Regions from separate parts of the Hordeum vulgare genome. Here region 2 is linked to region 1. A link is a contact called in public Hi-C data. All regions are on one chromosome and are shown on one strand. The core of a region is the stretch at or near the end of the contact, and the rest is flanking DNA. Distances in the headings are between cores, read along the strand shown.

Region 1 (3,723 bases), core at 563-3,062:
TTGATTGCTTTGATAAGTGGCAGCTATGATATCGAACTAAGAAGGTATACCAATTATAGAGCACCTCCTATAATTAGCCTTTTCCTTTTTTGTGTGGGTGATAATTAGCCTTTTCCAGTGCCACTGTATATTAGTAGAAGCAAATCATTTGATTCGATTAACTCTTGACATACACCAACTCTGCAGAACTACATTTTTTTCACAAACACCTGTTCCTCTACGTTTCCAGAGCTTCAACAGCTTCCTTTTTTAATGAAGGAGGGCAAGATATGTCATCCTCCTAAAGTGTAGGACATGTGAAGTGTCATCAAATGCTATGGAAATCATGCGTATTTGACCCATTTAACATCCAATGGTTACTTACTGAGGTAGCTAAGGTAACGTTCTCAAACATAGTGATTTTGACGCCTATACAGAAAAGCTAGAAAGGATTATGTTAGTTGTAAAATGATGTATACTTATAATCAGAAAATAGAGCAAGAAAGAAAAATGTAACTCAACTGAAAACTCTAGTAATTAGTACGGATGTGATCAAGATATTTCGAAAGTCGACTATTAAGATATAAACAGACCCGAAATTCCATTCAGCACAAGCATATGGGCCGATACGAAGGAAAAAAAATAGGCCTTCAGCAGCAACCAGCTTCACAAATCTCACAAGATCAAATCTGTCTTCGAAGTAATACTGGGAAAAATGGAAGATGCATAAGTTCATATATCAGGACAAAATACATACAACTGAAGTGAATAAAGGGCAACTACATTACCTGACCTTTGGCTGGTTCATGCCCATTCCAAAAGACATATGTCTCAATTACATCTGCACCACCTTCCTTGCACTTTGCAATTATACTAGGCCACATCTGGCACAGTTTGCAAGAGTTTAGTTAGAGCTACAAGCAAGACAGACACCGTATTCCTGGACAAGCAAACAACAATGCTGGTGCAATATCCTTATTCCTGTAACCCAAATTGCTCAGCAAATAATTACATCAGAGACGATGTCACTTCATGCAGCATCCAGCTATTTGAATCACAAGAAAACTAGTACCAAGGTCTGATGTCCATACTCAAAGAAAAGAAACTCAGTCTCGCACGGTCACACCAACCAGATGCCTCTGGAAGAGCCGGTGTGAAAATCTCTCGATACCCTCACGCACACCAGTGTCAATTTCAATTCCATCCCACTCGCTAACCGCAAACGAGCTTTCAAGGAAGTTCATGGAGGAGCTAACCATGGTTATCCACGGTGCTATGAAGAAAAAATACTCAGGTTTTCAGTAATGGAATGAACTTGCTCCGATAAAAGGGGGAAAATACAACCGGTTCCGCCCGATGCCAACAACTCCACCACACACTGTCTTTTTTTCGGTGGCACCAGACACTGCCCTTGCACAAGCCGCATACGGCATCCTCACCTCGGGTGTGGCGCGGGGGTAGTGCACTCCCGCTGAGACGAGCATCCTCCGCTGCCCGCCGATGCGCACCGCGCGATGATCGTAGCTCACGTTGAACGGCTCGAAGTAGGGGCCATCCGTCCCCCTCCCCACCACCTGGCTCAGCTCCCCCGCCGCTAATGCTGAGGCGGTGAAGTAACCGGCGACGACGAGGAGGAGGAAGAGGGGGAAGGGGGGGCCGAATCGCGAGGGCGGCGGCGAGTCGGCCATGGCCAGAAGCAGAGTAGAGAAACAGAGCGACGGATGAAGCGAGGTTTTTCCTTTTATTTTGGAAATAGTTTTGTTTTAGGGAAGCTCTGACTAGGACAACGGATTGAGACCACAATGAACGGGGCATAGCCAGATCGAGATGGCGTCTTCGACGCTCGAAATTGGGTGGAATAGTTGCCGATCCCTCACGCGACGCATTAATGATTGGAGTTCTTTTACGCGGGGAAATGATTGTGATACGTCGCTTAGACGCTTAGAGCATGGTTAATAGTATAGCCAACTGCTGGCTATAAGCACTCTTATAGCCCATCTTATAGCTAGCTTGTACAATAGTTAGCTATAAAATAGTACTACTTTTATCATATATGGCCCATCTTTCATTCTCACAAAACACCTAGGAGCACGTGCTAGAGCTGGCTCTTCACGAAGAGCCCGCTTCCCTTTTCTCTCCTCTTCTCTCTCATCCAACTCAGCAAAAATATATTATCTTAATCCTTACAGCCTGCTGACTGTACCTTATTGTACTTGCTCTTATACTAATATAATGAATGAAAGTAGCATCTCTAACAGCTGCCCAAGATAGGACAGCCATTTTTTATTATAAGGCAGCCAAAATCTCAGTATAGGACAGGGAAACATCTGTTGATTTACCAGCAGCCCAAGATAGGATAGTGCGTTGCTCCAACTGCTGCCCCAAATGCATCTTCAACGTGAAATTTAAACTCATACGGCTATATTTCGACAGATAGCAGATACTGAAGAACAAGTTCGACAGACGAACAGCAGAACGACGATAAAATTAAACCTAATTTTAACCTAACGACAACTAATCGGCGGCGGCGTCTAGTCGAGGACGGCGGCGGCGGAGTCAGAGTCGTCGTCAGTGGTGTCCCAGAACGAGGAGCCGAGCTCCGACGACGAGGACCCGACATCGATGCGGTTCGGCGGCGGCGGCGGTGGAGCGGACGGCCCCGCACCGTCGGCTCGGGCAGCGGCGGCCTTCTTCTTCTTCCGCCCGACGAAGAAGTCGAGCTCTGCCTGCACGAGCTCGGGGTGGTCGCAGCAGAGCGTCTCCATGCGGATCTCGTCGATCTGCGCCCCCCGCAGGTTCGCGCGCTCATGGCGCTGCTGGCGGCGCTGCTCGTGCCCGTCCGTCACGTCGACGAAGTGCAGCGGCGGCGCCAGCCACAGCGCGCAGTCGCGGCCGATGTCGGGGAAGTTGAGGTCCCGCCGCGGCCGGCCGAATCGTATCGCCGCCGCGTCGTACGCGCGTGCGGCGAGCTCGGCGGAGTCAAATGTCCCTATCCACCACCGAACTCCGTCGGCGGTGATCTCCGCCGCGAATCGGCTGAAGGGGCACTCCTGCACGCCAAAGAAGCCGGAGCTCGGGCGGCTGCGCGGTGCCATGGCGGAAGAGGGGGAACGGCGGCGGCGAGGGGCGATTGGGGGGAGGGGGAACGGGGGCGGGAGGTGGACGGGCGGCGGCGAATTTGGTGCGGCAGCGCGCGGCGGGGTGGGGATTTTATTGGCGCGCGGCGGGGCGGGAAGCTTCCGGGTGGCAGTTGGACGCGCGCGCGCGTGGCCAGAAAATTTGGGGCAGTTGGCTAGCTGCCCCATATTTACAACACTTGGGCAAAATATAGGGCACTGCCCTAATTTTTTTGGCCAAATGCCCAAGATAGGGCAGCTGTTGGAGACCGTTTTTAGGCGTTTTTTGCCCTATATGACAGGTTTTTTGCAACACTGCCCTATATAGGGCAGCTGTTAGAGATGCTCTAAGGCTGATCTGATGGACGGCTTTGGGATTGTTCGGACTTTTGCTAGACGAAATCCCTGCATGCTATGCTGGCAGCGACCACATTTGTGGATGTTTTTTTGGAGGCGTTGTCATGATCATTATTTGAGCCCCTCTTCAAGCGTCACAAAAACCTTTGCTCCGGTTATCCGGATCGGACGGCAGTGGCACTTCGTTGTCATTCTTCTTCGTAAAGATGTCGTCTTGTTTACTTGCGTTGTCTTCGGGTCTGGATTTGAAGATTATGATCGTCTTGTTCTT
Region 2 (3,723 bases), core at 475-2,974, 510 kb after region 1:
CAACCTAAGCGTTGCCAGATCTAAGCAAGAGTTTTGGATGAATGTTAAATGATAAACTAATCAAAATTAGAGATGTAAAATCTAATCAAGTAGAACACATGCTTTGGCTGACCACACCACGCGTCCAATGTGTCACAAGACATAACACTAGTGGCGAAGCTTGACTTTATGAAGAGCTAATATATGACTTTATTAGTACCTCTTGGATCACAAAAATAAATTATGAAAAAATAAATTGAAATGGTAGCTCCGCAAGTGTGTAGCACCTCGTCATGGCCAAGGAGACACAAGCCACTAGTGGAATAAAGATATGCATGGGAGGTGTGGATATTGATAAAATAAGATTTTACATTGTTGTGGACTGAGATTTTTAACGTTGCAACAGTTTATTTTGTTTTTGTTGCAAAGCCGCAGAAATGCATTGCCGTTGCAAAGACACAAGCCACGGAAGTGTAGTATAAACAATAACCAGAAGGCCCACTAAACCCTAATGATGACCAGAACACCAGCACCCACATAGTTTGCTTCAGTGTAGTGGAGGCAGTGCATCATGTGCAATAGCAGTCGTGGCACAAAAGTAAGACCTAACTCAAGTTTTCTCGATACAAAAGGGAAAACACAATTTAAGCAAACAAAATTCTAGACTTATTCACACTCAAACAAAAAAGACAGAAACAAAAGTTGATACTCATTCACACCTCAAGACTTGAGGCTGTCTTGAAAGACGGTCTATGAAAGATGCCCAGCGTGTATTGTCCTCATCATCCTGCACAAGTTGTGGTATTGTACTAAATAAATACTAGCATTTGATTACAGATATGGCAGCATAGGCCAGGACGAACAAAACCTCAAACTGATCCATGAATAACTGCATCATGGCATCTGGTTCGACTTCTCCTTCTACCACCATCAGTTCTGAATTATCCTTGACATAACAAGTCGGACATGATGACTCAGGTTCCTGATCCACCACATATTCAGGCCATGCATGGCCAGGAAATGCTGCAAATCGTCCAAACGGCAACAAATTAAAAGGGAGGTAAGACGAAGACCTAAATAACACTGAAATAGGCAACAACCTTTCCCTTCGACTGGTAGTTCAAACAACCTTTCCCTGCAACCTGGTATCTGAGAGCAATCGTTCTTGTGACTAGCATTCCAATGCAATTCCTGAATAACATTACAGAGAGAATCCCACCAAAACAGAGATATTTCAGTATTCAATCAGGAGAGGTAAACAGATAATGCTAAATAAATATGGTGAGAACCTGTTTGGTACCTGATGCTTACTAGAACAGTAGCTTGCTTCGCTACAGTGGCTGCACAAAATTTCACCTTTCCATGTACCACACCAATCACAAAGCCGAGCATGGTATGCTAACAGAGATATTTGAAAGACAAAATACACGACTGAGTGCCTTGCTTAACATACAGTACGCCAATTCAAAGACACAAGTAAATCGGTGCATAATTTGGAGACGAAGTTGTCAATAATATAACGGGAAACTTGTGCTATACAGTAGCATACTCAGTAGCTGTCTGCACAACTTTAAAAGCTAGTTTTGCAATGAAGTTGAAACAAGGAGAATTGCAGCTTCAACTGCACAAACATGTAAAACTAAAGCAAGCAAAGCTACCACCTGAACATTGTGATCCCATGCATCCCTTAGGTTCTTCAGCAGTATAAAATGCATTAATTCTCGGCAGCTGGCACCTGAAGACCTTCACACTGCAGGAGAATTCACCGCAAGCAATCAAGACATGAAATGTGAAACTTTGGGCTAACACACTAGGACAATCAACAGCTATGCATGCCACCAATACCTCCTTCTAGGATTTGCTGCCCTGTCCTTCACCTGCTCACGCTGGTCTAATTGTAAGCATGACATGGATGGACACATAAACACAAAAAATGTGCGATGGTAGGTCGTGTCCTTCCACCCATCTGGAGCGTAGAGCTGCACGTGTGAACAAATTTTGTTGGCAATCCTAGACATAAACAACCGGCTAAGTTAAGCTTTAGGAATGAAGCAAACCTGCAGGACAAAACGCAGTGGGTCACTACAGAAGTCACAGCAACTGGATTTTCCAGATGGCAAATTGACAGGATCAAGCCAGGCCTGAAACATGCAATACGTTTCCTAGAATTAAATAACAGTTCAAATGGCAACACGACGTAAGGCAGATATGGCACATATGAAGCAAAAGTGTAGTCGTATGCACCGGGGCACCGCCAGCTTTACTGGGAAAGTGTTGGGGGAGAAGAGAATGCAAGTGTCCGGGTTCCTTTGGTTTCCGCAAGACACCTAAGGTCACTTCAGGCTCCAATTCCTCATAATCATCTTCTAGGTAGTCCCTTTCAAATATGGCGTCGGGGTCTGTTTCCTCCTTGGTGTCATCGTGCATCTTTCGGGGCACATCTGAGGTTATGTCAAGATTTTGAAGCTTGCTGCTGCAAACTTCCATGTTTCCTGGCACTTGGCAGCAGGGCAATTGACACTGGAGAGGGTGAACGTCGGCAACCTAGCTGATAAAAGAAGAAGAAAAATAAGAATGAGAAAAATTATCACACGGCAAATCTCATGAGATTTCTGCAAGGACCTTTGAGCTGCAAAAGACAACAGCAAGTAAATCGAGAGATTGACACTAACATTATGTAAACAAACTCCAACCCCACCCTGGGCTGTTCTCTAACCTATGCATATGAGGCCGAGTCACGGGAAAAGAACGGACGATTTTGGGTTATTACTCGGAGCCAACTGAAAAGAATTCACTATTTTAACAATCGCAGCAGGCTAATATCTTAACAATCAGAACGAGGTGGCTCCATTCTTGCTGGCATTGCTCAGTGGCGAGCGGCCGCGCTGGTCGGGTGAAGAGAGAAGCCTAGGGTTCCAGAGAGAGGCAGTTAATAAGGTTATAAATTGGGCCGAGACATAACGCCCGTTCGAAAATGTATTTATGGACGGCCCAACTTACATGTAACGACCGACCTGCACCGCAACGCGTACACGGGAAACCCTATTTAGCGCCACAGGCGTCGGTTAAAGGAACATTTTGCTAACCGGAGCCTGCCGCGCTCCACCATGGGCCGGCCCATTTAGAGAACCGATCTGTGTTTTAGTCCGTGAACTTTTTTCTAAATCAATGAATTTGTTTCAAAATCGGTGAATTTTTTGAAAATCAATAAACTTTTTTTCGAAATTAATGTACTTTTTTGAAAATCGTTGAATATAATTTAAATATGTGAACTTTTTCCAAAATTAATGATTTTCTTAAAAATATTGATGACTTTTTTTCAAAATCAATGAAATTTTTTGAAAATCAAAGATTTGTTTTCGAATTATGTGAACTTATTGAAACACATAAACATATTTAAAAAATTGGTGAACTTTTTTATATTCATTGAACTATTTCGCAAATCTAAATTTTTATGAAATTCTATGAACTTTTTTTCTATTTTTAAGGACCAACACATTTTACATGAGCCGACCCACAAGAAGGAGCGCTACAGGCGTCGGTTTGCCTAACCGGCTATGAAGGCACCGGCGTTTCCTATTTCGAGCTACAGGCGCCCTTTAACATGCATTTTTTTCAAATGGGCGCCTCTGGTGCGCACCACATGCACAAACTCGCCAACCATCATGCCACGTTAACCGATACACTGACGGTCATATTTTTCACCTTTTCTAATACTCCCTCCGTTCCTAAATATAAGTCTTT

The links. Hi-C and Micro-C count contacts between places; a contact is called where the count stands out from the background.
Region 2: a contact with region 1 is called in a Hi-C map of leaf, with 4 times the contacts expected there. The contact joins the promoter of LOC123398216 here to the promoter of LOC123398825 in region 1. A contact is called at or near these places in 4 of 6 Hi-C or Micro-C datasets (leaf and seedling).

The regions. Positions count from the first base shown.
Region 1 is chr5H:317,478,039-317,481,761 of MorexV3_pseudomolecules_assembly, forward strand. It overlaps LOC123398825 (beta-galactosidase 15), which reads right to left and starts at 1,813. Exons shown (of 19, transcript XM_045093273.1): 1 at 1,419-1,813; 2 at 768-863; 3 at 573-685. The coding sequence starts at 1,667.
Region 2 is chr5H:317,989,433-317,993,155 of MorexV3_pseudomolecules_assembly, forward strand. It overlaps LOC123398216 (programmed cell death protein 2-like), which reads right to left and starts at 1,725. Exons shown (of 8, transcript XM_045092713.1): 1 at 1,641-1,725; 2 at 1,280-1,377; 3 at 1,080-1,170; 4 at 848-1,002; 5 at 699-766. The coding sequence starts at 1,659. It overlaps LOC123398218 (a long non-coding RNA gene), which reads right to left and starts at 2,877. Exons shown (of 3, transcript XR_006610111.1): 1 at 2,696-2,877; 2 at 2,224-2,527; 3 at 2,037-2,120.